Linked DNA regions of Mus musculus: region 2 is linked to region 1. A link is a contact called in public HiChIP or PLAC-seq data. All regions are on one chromosome and are shown on one strand. Each heading gives the region's core, a stretch centred on a gene start, on an enhancer-like site or on the middle of the called end of the contact. The rest is flanking DNA. Distances are from core to core; before and after follow the strand shown.

Evidence for each region. HiChIP or PLAC-seq counts read pairs in DNA pulled down with a chosen protein or histone mark.
Region 2: an H3K4me3 HiChIP or PLAC-seq map of stem cell-derived neural progenitor cells shows a contact between it and region 1, with 3 times the contacts expected there. The contact joins the promoter of Celsr2 here to the enhancer-like site in region 1. A contact is called at or near these places in 3 of 39 promoter capture datasets (hippocampal neurons and liver), 1 of 15 datasets of contacts at CTCF or cohesin (embryonic stem cells), 11 of 484 Hi-C or Micro-C datasets (the G1E-ER4 cell line, bone marrow-derived DN3 thymocytes, bone marrow-derived macrophages and 3 more), 5 of 115 datasets of contacts at active chromatin or transcription factors (embryonic stem cells, forebrain, large pre-B cells and 1 more) and 5 of 9 other capture datasets (adipose tissue, embryonic trunk, liver and 2 more).

Annotation. Positions count from the first base shown.
Region 1 is chr3:108,163,686-108,169,838 of GRCm38.p6, reverse strand. No RefSeq gene overlaps it. Among named protein-coding and RNA genes, the nearest start is that of Gm40122, 8.6 kb to the left of the region's middle. Within about 2 kb of position 3,203, at least 99 of the 459 cell types and tissues checked have an H3K27ac peak or open chromatin away from gene starts, as enhancers often do. A contact at or near this core is called in hippocampal neurons, pancreatic islet and stem cell-derived neural progenitor cells, where this site is marked.
Region 2 is chr3:108,411,858-108,418,010 of GRCm38.p6, reverse strand. Celsr2 (cadherin, EGF LAG seven-pass G-type receptor 2) reads left to right here and starts at 2,432. Exons shown (of 34, transcript NM_017392.4): 1 at 2,432-5,826. The coding sequence starts at 2,517. It overlaps Gm52630 (a long non-coding RNA gene), which reads right to left and starts at 1,990. Exons shown (of 3, transcript XR_003954680.1): 1 at 1,854-1,990; 2 at 1,342-1,561; 3 at 922-1,192.

The DNA of each region.
Region 1 (6,153 bases), core at 1,954-4,453:
AGTTCGAGGCCAGCCTGGTCTACAAAGTGAGAGAAACCCTGTCTCAAAAAAACAAAAACAAAAACAAAAACAAAAACAAAACAACAACAACAACAAAGAGGTAGGGTTAACAGCCATGAGGAGGAGATAGTAATGTCAGGGAGTGAACGGACTTGGGTTCAATGAACTAGATAGGGTTCTGATCTTGCCTTTTGCCAGTCAGGGGATCTGGGAGAAACCATTTATTTCACCTCGCTGAGCCTCAGCTGACAGGACAGAGCCCCTCAAGAGTACCAGGCAGCATTAAATATTAACATAAAAATATATGTGGCAGAACTCTGTGAGCCATGAAATGTGGCAGCAGGCATATCACAGAGTACTTTGTTTCTCTCAGGAAGCTACAGCCAGTGAGTGCTGCGCTGCCCCTCCCCCCAGGCCTCTCAGCTTCTCACCCGGGGACTCTCCTTGTGGTCACTCTCATGGGGATGGTCTCTCTTATGGATGGAAAACTAAGGCCACCTGGCCACCAGAAAGAGGTGGCTGTTGGTACAGCCACCAGAGCTTGGCAATGGTGCGTATATTTGTGTTCATGTGTGCAGCTGTGTAAGTGCACATGTCTTGGTTTCTGATGCTCTCTGTGTAAGCAGAGATGCTGTGGGGACTGACGGATGTCGTTACAGATTCATAAACATCTGCTTGAGTGGCCTGGGTAGTCCCTTCTAGAAGAAAAGCCCTCTGCTTTTGTCCCGTGTGACGGAAATCCTCGGGCACACAGTGTTGTATACGATCCAGCTACTCTGACAGCTAAGGAAGCAGGGTTCTAATGCTGCCTCCCACCCACTGGCAGACAGAATGAAAATCACTGCTGAGGTCTGAACCCTTGTAAAAGCCTTTCCCCCACATTCCTTCATGTAAGCCTCAAGGCCGTGGTGGCGGACTTCTTACACATCAGAACTTGCCCTGATCTGGCCTAGGATTTGCCATAGGCCACCAAGGGAACAAACTGGGGACTTTAGCCATGTTCCTCCCCACAGGCATCTTTGTCTCCCTTTGTTCCCCTTCCTGGACCCCTTCTCTGCTTGGAGAGGGGGCTCTCTCTGGTGTCCTTGATTCTCAGCGCTCTGTTTTTCAATCACAAGACTTCCACTGCTAGATCTTAGTCCCTGAAATACCCTGTTCTGGGGCTCCTGCTCCAGCTGCTCCAGCCATCCCTTGCTCCCCAGCCCTCATATTCCAGCTTGAACCACAGGGATTCAACATCTAAGTCCCTGATGCTGAGGCTGTCACTCCTTCCCTCCCTGTTCTGAGTCCAAGAGAAGAAAACAGAGATTAGCATCCTGTGCACACAGGAAACAAAGATGCCAGTGGCCCCAGGAAGCCCCACTTACGTGCTCCCTGCTCCCTGGTCCTGTTGCTATGTCAGCATCTATCTCCTGTAGACAACCCCTTCTCTCCCAATGTTAGAAGGAAGAGCAACCCTGGTTTCTAGTCTATTCCTGTGTGCCTGGCTAGAGGGAGTTTAGCTGAGGTAAAGTTATCCCCAGACTCTGTCTGCCCTGAGCACTGCTTGACTGCAGACAGACAGATGGCTCACCGTCAGACAGAGTGGAGCCCAGTGGTCTCTGCTAAGCCTCTTAGGTAGTCACTGCTCCTTTCCATTACTGAAGTTCATCTGATAGATGACTCTGGTGGTGTAACCAACATGCCCGTGACAGTCCTAGATCTCATCACTGTTCTAAGAGCCCTGAGCAGAGGTTGGGGACTGGGAGCAAGGGTAGGGGTGGGGATGAGGGTAGGGGGTGTTTTCTGATTTGGTGGAGAAGATCTCACCTTGAGCAAAGCCTCTTCCCAGGGACACAGCCTCCTCATCTGTAACACACATTCCCAGTGCCCTTCCCTTCCATGTGCTTCTACTTAGAGCCAAGTACTGGTTTCTAAGGGCTGGAACTCAGCTGGATAGAGTTCAAGTCTAGAATTCAGACCACTGTCTGTCTGTCTGTCTGCCTGTCTGTGCTTCATTCACGACGGACTCTGCAGGGGCTGTCCTAGCAGTCCGGAGAGCAGAGGAGGTTGTATGTAGCTGGCCTCTGTTCACAGGGGCAGAACCGCTGTCTGGCACTGCAGCAGCTGGGGCTCTGAGAGGCCTAGGGACTCTCGCGGTTTCTCATGGCCGTGCTGTGTGGGAAGAAGGGCAAAAGCGAACACTCCTCTCCCACCTCTGCCAGAAACTCGAGGACATGAGCCTGGGAGACCTCAGGGCTCCGTGAAAACTCAATGTGGGATGCTTGCGAGGGGTGGCTGAGGCCCGGAAGGAGCATCTGACAGAAGACGACTCAGGCAGGCACGGCAGAGCTCAACACTCAGCCTCACCATCTCTCACTAAATCAAATGAGAGAGAAGCCCATGATTTTTCAGAGGTTTCCCCCCACCCCCACCCCAGGTTTGACACTTTAAAACTCTGAAAGTAAAGAGTCAGTTTACTAAGCAATTCTGGGCTCCCTCGAACTCCTGGGGTCAGGTAGCTTGCCTCAGGTGTCACCCAGCTGAGCCTCAGGCCAGGGACGGGGTGTGGGGGGCAGGGGAGAGCTGTCATCTCTTCCTTCCATCACCCCTATTCCCTAAGGATCAGAAGAGCTGTCATTTCCCCATCTCACAGGAAACCAAACCCAACTGAGCCCAGGGGCACACTGAAGTGGCCAGGGGCCAAGAGAAGCAGCTGCCTTGGGTGTCATCTTGCTGCAGGAGTGGAGAGGACCTGGACTTTTAAGGTCCCCTTTGAGACTGGGTAGGTAATACGAGTCTTTCCCCTCCCATTACCCTGGGAGAGAAGGTTGGAATGGTCCCCAGAACTGGGCCAGCACTGGCCCCAAAGTGTGTCTATCTCACTCACCAAGCTCCCAGATGGTTAGAGCTGGGTTTCCACGTGTGAACTCGAAGCTTGTGCGCAGGAGGCAGCCTTTGAGAGAAACACAGCCCAGAGAGCCAGGGGAGGCAGCCACCAAGCTGTTTCCCCCACACACAGACAGGGTATTGATCCTGCTCGCTCACTCCCCCCCCCCCCCCCCCCCCCCGCCTTTTCTCCACTTCATGGCGCAGCTAATGGCCTGGAAAAGACTGGCCAGCTGTTCCCCAGCTGTGACATAATGAGCCCAGGGACGATCAATGCCGTTCCGGTCTCTAATTAGGCCGGGAACTGGCTGGGGTGAAAGTGTGGCCTGTTTCCTGAGGGTGCAGCTTCCACTCCAGTCCCCAGCTGCATTTTGCTGGCAGCCACCTGGGCCCCTGCATCTGCACCCTGGAGGAATAGACAGGGCCCTCCAGTGGCCATTGAGAGGGTTTCTGGCCCAGAATTCTGTCTAGGGAGGCAGAAGTAGAGGCTACAGAATCTCTCTCTCTCTCTCTCTCTCTCTCTCTCTCTCTCTCTCTCTCTCTCTCTCTCCCTCCCTCCCTCCCTCCCCTTCTCTCTCTCTCTCTCTCTCTCTCTCTCGTGTGTGTGTGTGTGTGTGTGAGAGAGAGAGAGAGAGAGAGAGAGAGAAAGAGAGAGAGAGAGATGGCTTCCCCTTGCTTGCTGTCATATCCTATTCTCTGCTTGCAGTCACTTGGTGCAGTGGTCTTCAACCCTGGTCCCCGCCAGCTCCATAGGCCTGAGGCTCTGTCGAGGACTCTCCCAGACACAGGTCCCAGATACCCAAGCCAGAGGCTAAAGGCAAGTCTGGCCGCTGGCCCAGCCTCCCTCTGCTATTCCTTCCCTCATCCAGGGAGGCAGGGACCAGCGCTTCAGTGTGCTCAGTGCAGGGGAGGAAGTAAAAGGTGTACATTCAAGCAGAGACAGGAGGAGAGTGGAGAGCTGACCCAAAGCCTGGAGCCAGAGAGGAGGAGGGAGGAAGGAGGGAAACAAAAGAGCCAAATAAGAAAGGCAGAAAAGGCGAGAAAATGGGGCAGTCAGTCCAAAGAACGGGAAGCTTAGGGAAAAGAACCAGGCCACGCCTTGTGCTCTGTGCTCGGAGGGTCAGCCCCCAAGCGTGGGATCAGATGCCCCACTAGGGAAGCTGAGGTGCCACAGAGACTCTCCAGGGGCCTGGTGTGTAATTTCAGGACCAGGAAGAGAATGGTTGGGGTCAGAAGGGCACAAGGCAAGAGCAGGGGTGTGTGGGCGGGGCTGCCTTGAGGGCTGAACAGGCCAGTGAGCTGTGCTCTCTAAGTACTGGGGGAGCTGAGAGCAAAGTCAGAAGAAGAGGAGGGGGTATTTTAGGATCCCCAAGAAGGCTCTGGAGGGAGGGGCCTGGGATTTCTGCAGCCTCTAATTCAGAGCAAGTCAATATGGCCCCGTGGTTTTTAGGGGTAGCCTGGGTTGAAGAGTATACATTGCCAGCCAGCCCTAGCACCATTTGAAACTTCAAACACAAACCGATCAGACCCAATTGATTATGTTTATCCCTTTCTTGGGCCATCCCCGACTCCTGGGCACTCTTTCTGTCTGGCTGTGATTCCAAGAAGAGACCCATTTGGAGAGACCAAAGTGTCCAGTTTCGTTCATCTTCTATCCCACCTGCCCAGGCAGTGAGCCTTTGAAGCGTCAGGGCCACAGATGGAGCCCGCCAGGAGCTACCCAAAGACCATAGCTGTTGGCTCAGATCAAAATGCACACAGGAAACGACATTCCCCGGCCAGCAGTCTCGATTCAACTATTCATCAGAAGCCGAGGCTTACGGAAGCTAACCTGTCCACACAGGGGAGCTGCGGGGACATCAGTTCATCAAACCCGCCACAGCCTTTTCTCTTGGGAGATCTGTCCCTCCTGCCCACCCTTCACAGCCGAGACTGCAGCCATGTGGAAAGGTGCCCAAGAGACCACAAGCCCCCAGGATAAAGAAAGCAGGTGTGGGGTTGGCAAAGAGAAGCTGTGTAGCAAGACACTGCAGTAACTCTTCAGAGCTCTGTGGCCAACACTGCCCTCCTGTGGCTAAAATGTACCAGTGCAGGCGGAGGGCCCTGAAACCTCTCAGATTGGTTGGTTCTCTTTTCCCATCTTGAGCCTTCTTATCCAGGGTCCCCCTGCCTCAGTATGAAGCTGTAGACGCTCTCTAGATTATTCCTAAAAGCCAAACTGTAAGAAAGACAGATTCTACATAGCACTCTTTATCACGCACTCTGAGGGGGCACTCACAAGACATCTCTCAATCCCAAAGGAGCCGATCAGAGTTAACGGTCTCGGAGTGTGGTCAGATGGGCATGAGAGCCAAGTAAGGCATGGTTCTTTCTGATCGTGGGTATTCCAGAAGTACAGGGAGAGAACTAGGACGAACGAAGAGTTGCTAAGGAGAAAGACCATGAGGTGGTGGCCAGCTTGGAGAGGAAAGAATTAGCTTTCCCTTGTGCACACTTGGGCCTGGTTGGGTTGGGCTAACCACAAGACACTTGAACAGTTTTCCCCCAGAGACATAGAGCAGAAGTGGCTCCAAGATGACACCCAGGGCTGGTTTGGTTCTTTCCAGAGGGGAAATCAGCCCAGCTCTTTGTTCATAGGCCAAGGCTAAAGTTGGTCTTCAGTTGGGCATCGGAAGCTGGCCTTGGGTGCCACACCCCCATGGGTCAGCCTGGGCAGCGTTTTAGGACGTCAGGAACCTAAATGGGGGGGTTTCTGGTATCCAAACTGCTCCTCTGTCCCTTTTCATTTCCTCCCCAAAGATCAGACACGCAGCCTGCACACAGTTACCTGGCCTAAGTTCTAAAGACTCCACTGGAAATCAGAGGAGCATTGATCTCCGTGTCTGCTCCCCTCTGGCCTGGCCGGTTCTCTGTGTTCCCTCTGGCCTTCCTTTTCCATCGGTCCTACATCCTAGCTCCTTCATGACATACACACTTTATGCTCCTCTCTCTGGTCTCAAAACACAAGGAAAAGCCAAAGTGTTTAGTTTAGCTCCCTTTTCTCTGGAACTTGTAGGTTCAGTCATATTTAACTGTTGACTCTCAAAGATCACTGGGGATAGACCCTGGTTTCCCTGACCACAACATTTTGCTGTGTTGATGTCCAAGTGTGACCCCTCAGCCAGGCTCACAAGACCCCTGCAACCCCATAGAGCTGCCTGTCTATTCTCCCTTCTATTCTCCCTTCTTTCCTACATGCAAATTATTTTCCTGTCAAGTGAACGACTCAAGATGGACATCTTGATA
Region 2 (6,153 bases), core at 1,183-3,682, 250 kb before region 1:
GAGCAAAAATGCCCACGCAATCCCCAGGAAACATAGTCTGAGGAAATGAGGAGAGGCAGAGCCCTGTGGAGACCACTTACCACTCCTCTATCTAGAGAGACTTTGTCTAAAGGAAGGAAGTTCATCTTGGGTGAAACTGTAGGCTACTCCAGCAACCAGGAGTCCTCCACTAACCCTGCCCAACACCACTACCAGGAAAACAGTCCAACATAATCCTTCTATCCAGCTTCTTTTATATTCCCCTGCAGAGAGAGAAAAGCTGCCTGTCACCTCTGGCATAACTCTGAGGTCACATGGGGGTTCTCTGGTCTAGAGCAAAGGTGGGGGAGTCCTCTACTGTAGCTAGCTGACATAGAAGGACTATGTTGGATCCTCCTGTCTCTGCTTCCCTAACATTGATGTAACAGATGTACACTCCCGTGCCCGGGCTTTTAATTAATAATGTTTTATTTTTACTTTTGAGTTTATAGTATAATTATATCATCTCTCCCTTTTCTTTCCTCCCTCCAAACCTTCCTATATACCTCTCCTTGCCCTCTTTCAAATTCATCCCCTCTTTTTTCATTGCTGTTATATTCATATATGTATAGACATTTCTAAATACAACCTGCTCCATCTGTAGAGTGTTACTTGTATGTATTTTCCGGGACTGACCATTGGTACAGAATAACAAATCAGCATGCTCTTCCTTGGGGAAAGCCTGTTCTCCCGCTCAGAATCCCCGAGTCGCCTGTAGTTCTTGTACAGGGCTGAGGCCTCCTGGTCTGTCTCCTGACTACTTTGGTTCATGTTTGAGCAGTCACGTTGGTGAGCCTGTGCCCAGCTTTCTAATGTGGGTGCTGGGAATCCAGACTCAGCTCGGTGGGGTCTCTCTACCCACTCAGCTATCTCCTCAGACCATATCATCACCTCCCTCGAGACTTCTGAAAATCCATTACTTTATTCAAGTCCCTCACTCTAGGAAAGGTCGCACATAGCTAGCATGTGAGAGTGGCCTCCTCTCTCATACAATCTGACATCCCTCATTGCTCAGGGTATGAGAGGAAGAAGCCCTCTGGCTTGCCCAGCCTCACTCTTCCCGGTTCTTTGGTCCCAACATCTTGTGTGAACTCCACTTATGGGAAGATTCATCAGTTCTTCATACCCCTTCCAGAAGGTTCTGGGGTGGCATTCCATGAAGGGCTCAGTAGTCCTGTGCAATGGACAGGGCCATTTGCTAGTTACAAAGCCGCGGGTAGGAGGAGGACAGCAGTTGGACATTGATCTAGGAGGGAGGAGGGATAAAGAAAAAGGAACACGTCCTAAGGTCCAGGAAGCTTGGGCCCTCTGGAACCAACTCACCCTGGCCCTAGGAATCTGGTAGTGTTAGTGCTCTTGCTGCTTTGGACATTCTGGTTCACTTCCCCTGACCTGACATGTGGTACCCAAGATGTATCCCAAATGAGCTTAGGGGTCCTTTTGTCCAAGATATCCAAGTGAGAGCACGACTTCTGGTATCTGGGGGAGACTTTGTAGTGTCGAGCGAAGTCGAGCAAAGTCGTCTTTACTTCTGACCCGGGACCTGTAGGATGGGGCAGCAATGAGGGCTTTCAGGGATGGTAAGACTGGAAAGTTGTCTGTCTGTCTGTCTGTCTGTCTGTCTATATCCACCCACCTCCCACCCCCTGGTCACCTCCTGCAGACATTAAGACTGTTTTGAAAGAGCGCTAGCCATAGAATTTTACAAGAGTATCAATTCCCTGTGTGGCTTCTGATTGTTCATTCCTCTTTAAGCTGTAGAAGGGATCCAGAAATGGAAAGGAGCAAGTCTGATGTGCTGGGAAGAAAAATTCTACCAGAGGCGGGAATCTTACTTAGAGCCGCCATGCAGAAGAGGGCGCTGGGTGGGGCCCACCTCCTCGGCGCGTTGGGCGTCGCCGCTTTAAGACCGCGGCGGCGCGAGCAGGTCTATGGTAATGAGCCGCCGCCACCACCGCCGCTGCTCTGCAGAGCTCGCCCGCCCGCCCGGGAGGCGAGGGAACGCGGGTCTGGGCCCGGGACCCCGGCGACCGGTAGCTGCCGCGGCGGGGACGCAGGGCGCGAGCGGGTGGCGCAGGGCCATCGTTGGCAGCCGGGCCCGGGCCGGAGCGTGAGGCTCCGCAGACGCAGGTGGGCGACCTTACGCGGGCGGAGGGGACATTCTGGGGCTCGGGACCGGGGGACCCGGCAGAGCCAGAGATCCTCGCGGCCCGCGGGCGCAGGTAGAGAACGCTCAGAGCGCAGGTGGAAGCGCAGCGTGAACCCGCAGTGGTCGCGGCGACTCGGGAGCGGGCCCGGCTTCGAGAGTGGTGGGAGCCCGGCGCATCGTGGGCTAAGAGCGCGGCCCCGCCGAGCCATCTGGGTGCAGGCCCAGTGGGACGTACAGGTGGCCCCCGGGGACCCGCGCCCCGGCCCGGGCATGAGGCGCGGCGGGGCCGGCAGGAGCCGGAGGAAGAGCCGCCGCGGCTGTTGACCCGGCTGGCCGGGAACAGGGAGAGATGCGGAGCCGGGCTGCCAGCGCCCCCCTCCCAACGCCGCTGCTGCCGCTGCTACTGCTGTTGCTGCTGCTGCCACCGTCGCCACTACTGGGAGATCAAGTGGGGCCCTGTCGTTCTCTGGGATCCGGGGGACGCAGCTCCTCTGGGGCCTGCGCCCCCGTGGGCTGGCTCTGCCCAGCCTCTGCTTCGAACCTCTGGCTCTACACCAGCCGCTGCAGAGAATCGGGCATTGAGCTGACCGGCCACCTGGTGCCCCACCACGATGGCCTGAGGGTTTGGTGTCCAGAATCAGGGGCTCATATCCCTCTTCCGCCATCCTCTGAAGGCTGCCCCTGGAGCTGTCGTCTCCTGGGTATCGGAGGACACCTTTCTCCACAAGGCACGCTGACCCTGCCTGAAGAGCACCCTTGCTTAAAGGCCCCACGGCTCAGATGCCAGTCTTGCAAGCTGGCACAGGCCCCAGGGCTCAGGGCTGGGGAAGGCTCACCAGAGGAATCTCTGGGTGGGCGCAGGAAAAGGAATGTGAATACAGCTCCCCAGTTCCAGCCTCCCAGCTACCAGGCCACAGTGCCTGAGAACCAGCCTGCTGGTACCTCTGTTGCATCCTTAAGAGCCATTGATCCAGATGAGGGTGAGGCGGGTCGACTTGAGTACACCATGGATGCCCTCTTTGATAGCCGCTCCAATCATTTCTTCTCCTTGGACCCAATCACCGGTGTTGTCACCACAGCTGAGGAGCTGGATCGGGAGACCAAGAGCACCCACGTCTTCAGGGTCACTGCACAGGATCACGGTATGCCCCGACGGAGTGCCTTGGCCACGCTTACCATCTTGGTGACCGACACCAACGATCACGACCCTGTTTTTGAGCAGCAAGAGTACAAGGAGAGCCTCAGGGAGAACCTGGAGGTTGGCTATGAGGTGCTTACAGTCAGGGCCACCGACGGCGACGCCCCTCCCAATGCCAACATTCTGTACCGCCTGCTGGAGGGGGCCGGAGGCAGCCCCTCAGACGCCTTTGAGATCGATCCTCGCTCGGGGGTGATCCGAACCCGCGGCCCTGTAGACCGGGAGGAAGTGGAATCCTACAAGTTAACAGTGGAGGCGAGTGACCAGGGCCGGGACCCAGGCCCGCGGAGTTCCACAGCCATTGTTTTCCTGTCGGTGGAGGATGATAATGACAACGCCCCCCAGTTTAGCGAGAAGCGTTATGTGGTCCAGGTGCGGGAGGATGTGACCCCAGGAGCCCCAGTTCTCCGAGTCACCGCCTCCGATAGAGACAAGGGCAGCAATGCCCTAGTGCACTACAGCATCATGAGTGGCAATGCTCGGGGCCAGTTCTATCTGGATGCTCAGACTGGAGCCCTGGATGTGGTAAGCCCACTCGACTATGAGACAACCAAAGAGTATACGCTTCGGATCCGGGCTCAGGACGGTGGCCGTCCTCCACTCTCCAATGTCTCTGGCCTAGTAACAGTGCAAGTCCTAGACATCAACGATAACGCCCCCATCTTTGTCAGCACCCCTTTCCAGGCCACCGTCCTAGAGAGTGTCCCTTTAGGCTACCTTGTTCTGCACGTCCAGGCAATTGATGCTGACGCTGGTGATAACGCCCGCCTCGAGTATAGCCTGGCAGGGGTTGGGCACGACTTTCCCTTCACCATTAACAATGGCACAGGCTGGATCTCTGTGGCCGCAGAGTTGGATCGGGAAGAGGTTGATTTCTACAGCTTTGGTGTAGAGGCCCGGGACCATGGCACCCCAGCGCTCACGGCCTCAGCCAGTGTCAGTGTAACCATCCTGGACGTCAATGACAACAACCCAACCTTCACGCAGCCAGAGTACACCGTTCGGCTCAACGAGGACGCCGCCGTGGGCACCAGTGTGGTGACCGTGTCAGCCGTGGATCGAGACGCTCACAGTGTCATTACCTACCAGATCACCAGCGGCAACACCCGCAACCGCTTCTCTATCACCAGCCAAAGTGGTGGTGGACTGGTCTCCCTTGCCTTACCGCTAGACTACAAACTCGAGCGGCAGTATGTGCTGGCAGTGACTGCCTCAGATGGCACAAGGCAGGACACAGCTCAGATAGTAGTGAATGTCACCGATGCCAACACCCACCGTCCCGTCTTCCAGAGCTCCCACTACACAGTCAACGTTAATGAAGACCGGCCAGCAGGCACCACAGTGGTGCTGATCAGCGCCACGGATGAGGACACGGGGGAGAATGCCCGAATCACCTACTTTATGGAGGATAGCATCCCCCAGTTCCGAATCGACGCGGACACTGGGGCTGTCACCACCCAGGCTGAGCTGGACTACGAGGACCAGGTGTCTTATACCCTGGCCATCACTGCTCGGGACAATGGCATTCCCCAGAAGTCTGACACCACCTATTTGGAGATCCTGGTGAATGACGTGAACGACAACGCCCCCCAGTTCCTCAGAGATTCCTACCAGGGCAGCGTCTACGAGGACGTGCCGCCCTTCACCAGCGTCCTGCAGATCTCAGCCACGGATCGAGACTCCGGTCTGAATGGCAGGGTTTTCTACACCTTCCAAGGAGGAGATGATGGGGACGGTGACTTTATTGTAGAGTCGACATCGGGCATTGTGCGCACACTGCGGAGGCTGGATCGTGAGAACGTGGCCCAGTACGTCCTGCGGGCCTATGCGGTGGACAAGGGCATGCCACCAGCCCGCACACCCATGGAAGTGACAGTTACTGTCCTGGATGTGAATGACAACCCCCCTGTCTTTGAACAGGATGAGTTTGACGTATTTGTGGAAGAGAACAGCCCCATCGGGCTGGCCGTGGCCCGGGTCACAGCCACTGACCCAGATGAAGGGACCAACGCACAGATCATGTACCAGATTGTGGAGGGCAATATCCCTGAGGTCTTTCAGTTGGATATATTCTCTGGCGAGCTAACTGCCCTGGTAGATTTGGACTATGAGGACCGGCCTGAATATGTCCTGGTCATCCAGGCTACGTCTGCTCCCTTGGTGAGCAGGGCTACTGTCCATGTCCGCCTCCTTGACCGCAATGATAACCCGCCCGTGCTGGGCAACTTTGAGATTCTCTTTAACAACTATGTCACCAACCGCTCCAGCAGCTTCCCCGGTGGTGCCATAGGCCGTGTGCCTGCCCACGACCCCGATATCTCAGACAGCCTGACGTACAGCTTCGAGCGAGGAAATGAACTCAGCTTGGTCCTGCTCAATGCCTCCACCGGTGAGCTGAGACTGAGCCGGGCACTGGACAACAACCGGCCCCTGGAAGCCATCATGAGTGTGCTGGTGTCAGGTAAGGAAGATGCCCAGTGATGTTGGGGTGGAGATAGTGCTTCAGGGAGGTCTGGGCAGCCACCGGAGGTGGGGTGCCATCCAGGAGGAGCTGGTGACCCAACTCTCTACCCTGTGGACAGCTCAGAGGCTGAGAGATCGGGAACCTGGCCTGGGAAAAAAGCCCAGGACTCCTGGCAGCTGGCGCAGGCCCTGCCTGCTGCCCCAGGCTGGGCTGGGCTGCTTTGGTTGGCTGCCCCCCTGCCTACCAGACTGTGACGTGGTGGGGGGAAGTGTTGTGAGCCTGCCCTGACTATGGCTGCCAAGAATTGTGAAAAAAAGGGCGCGT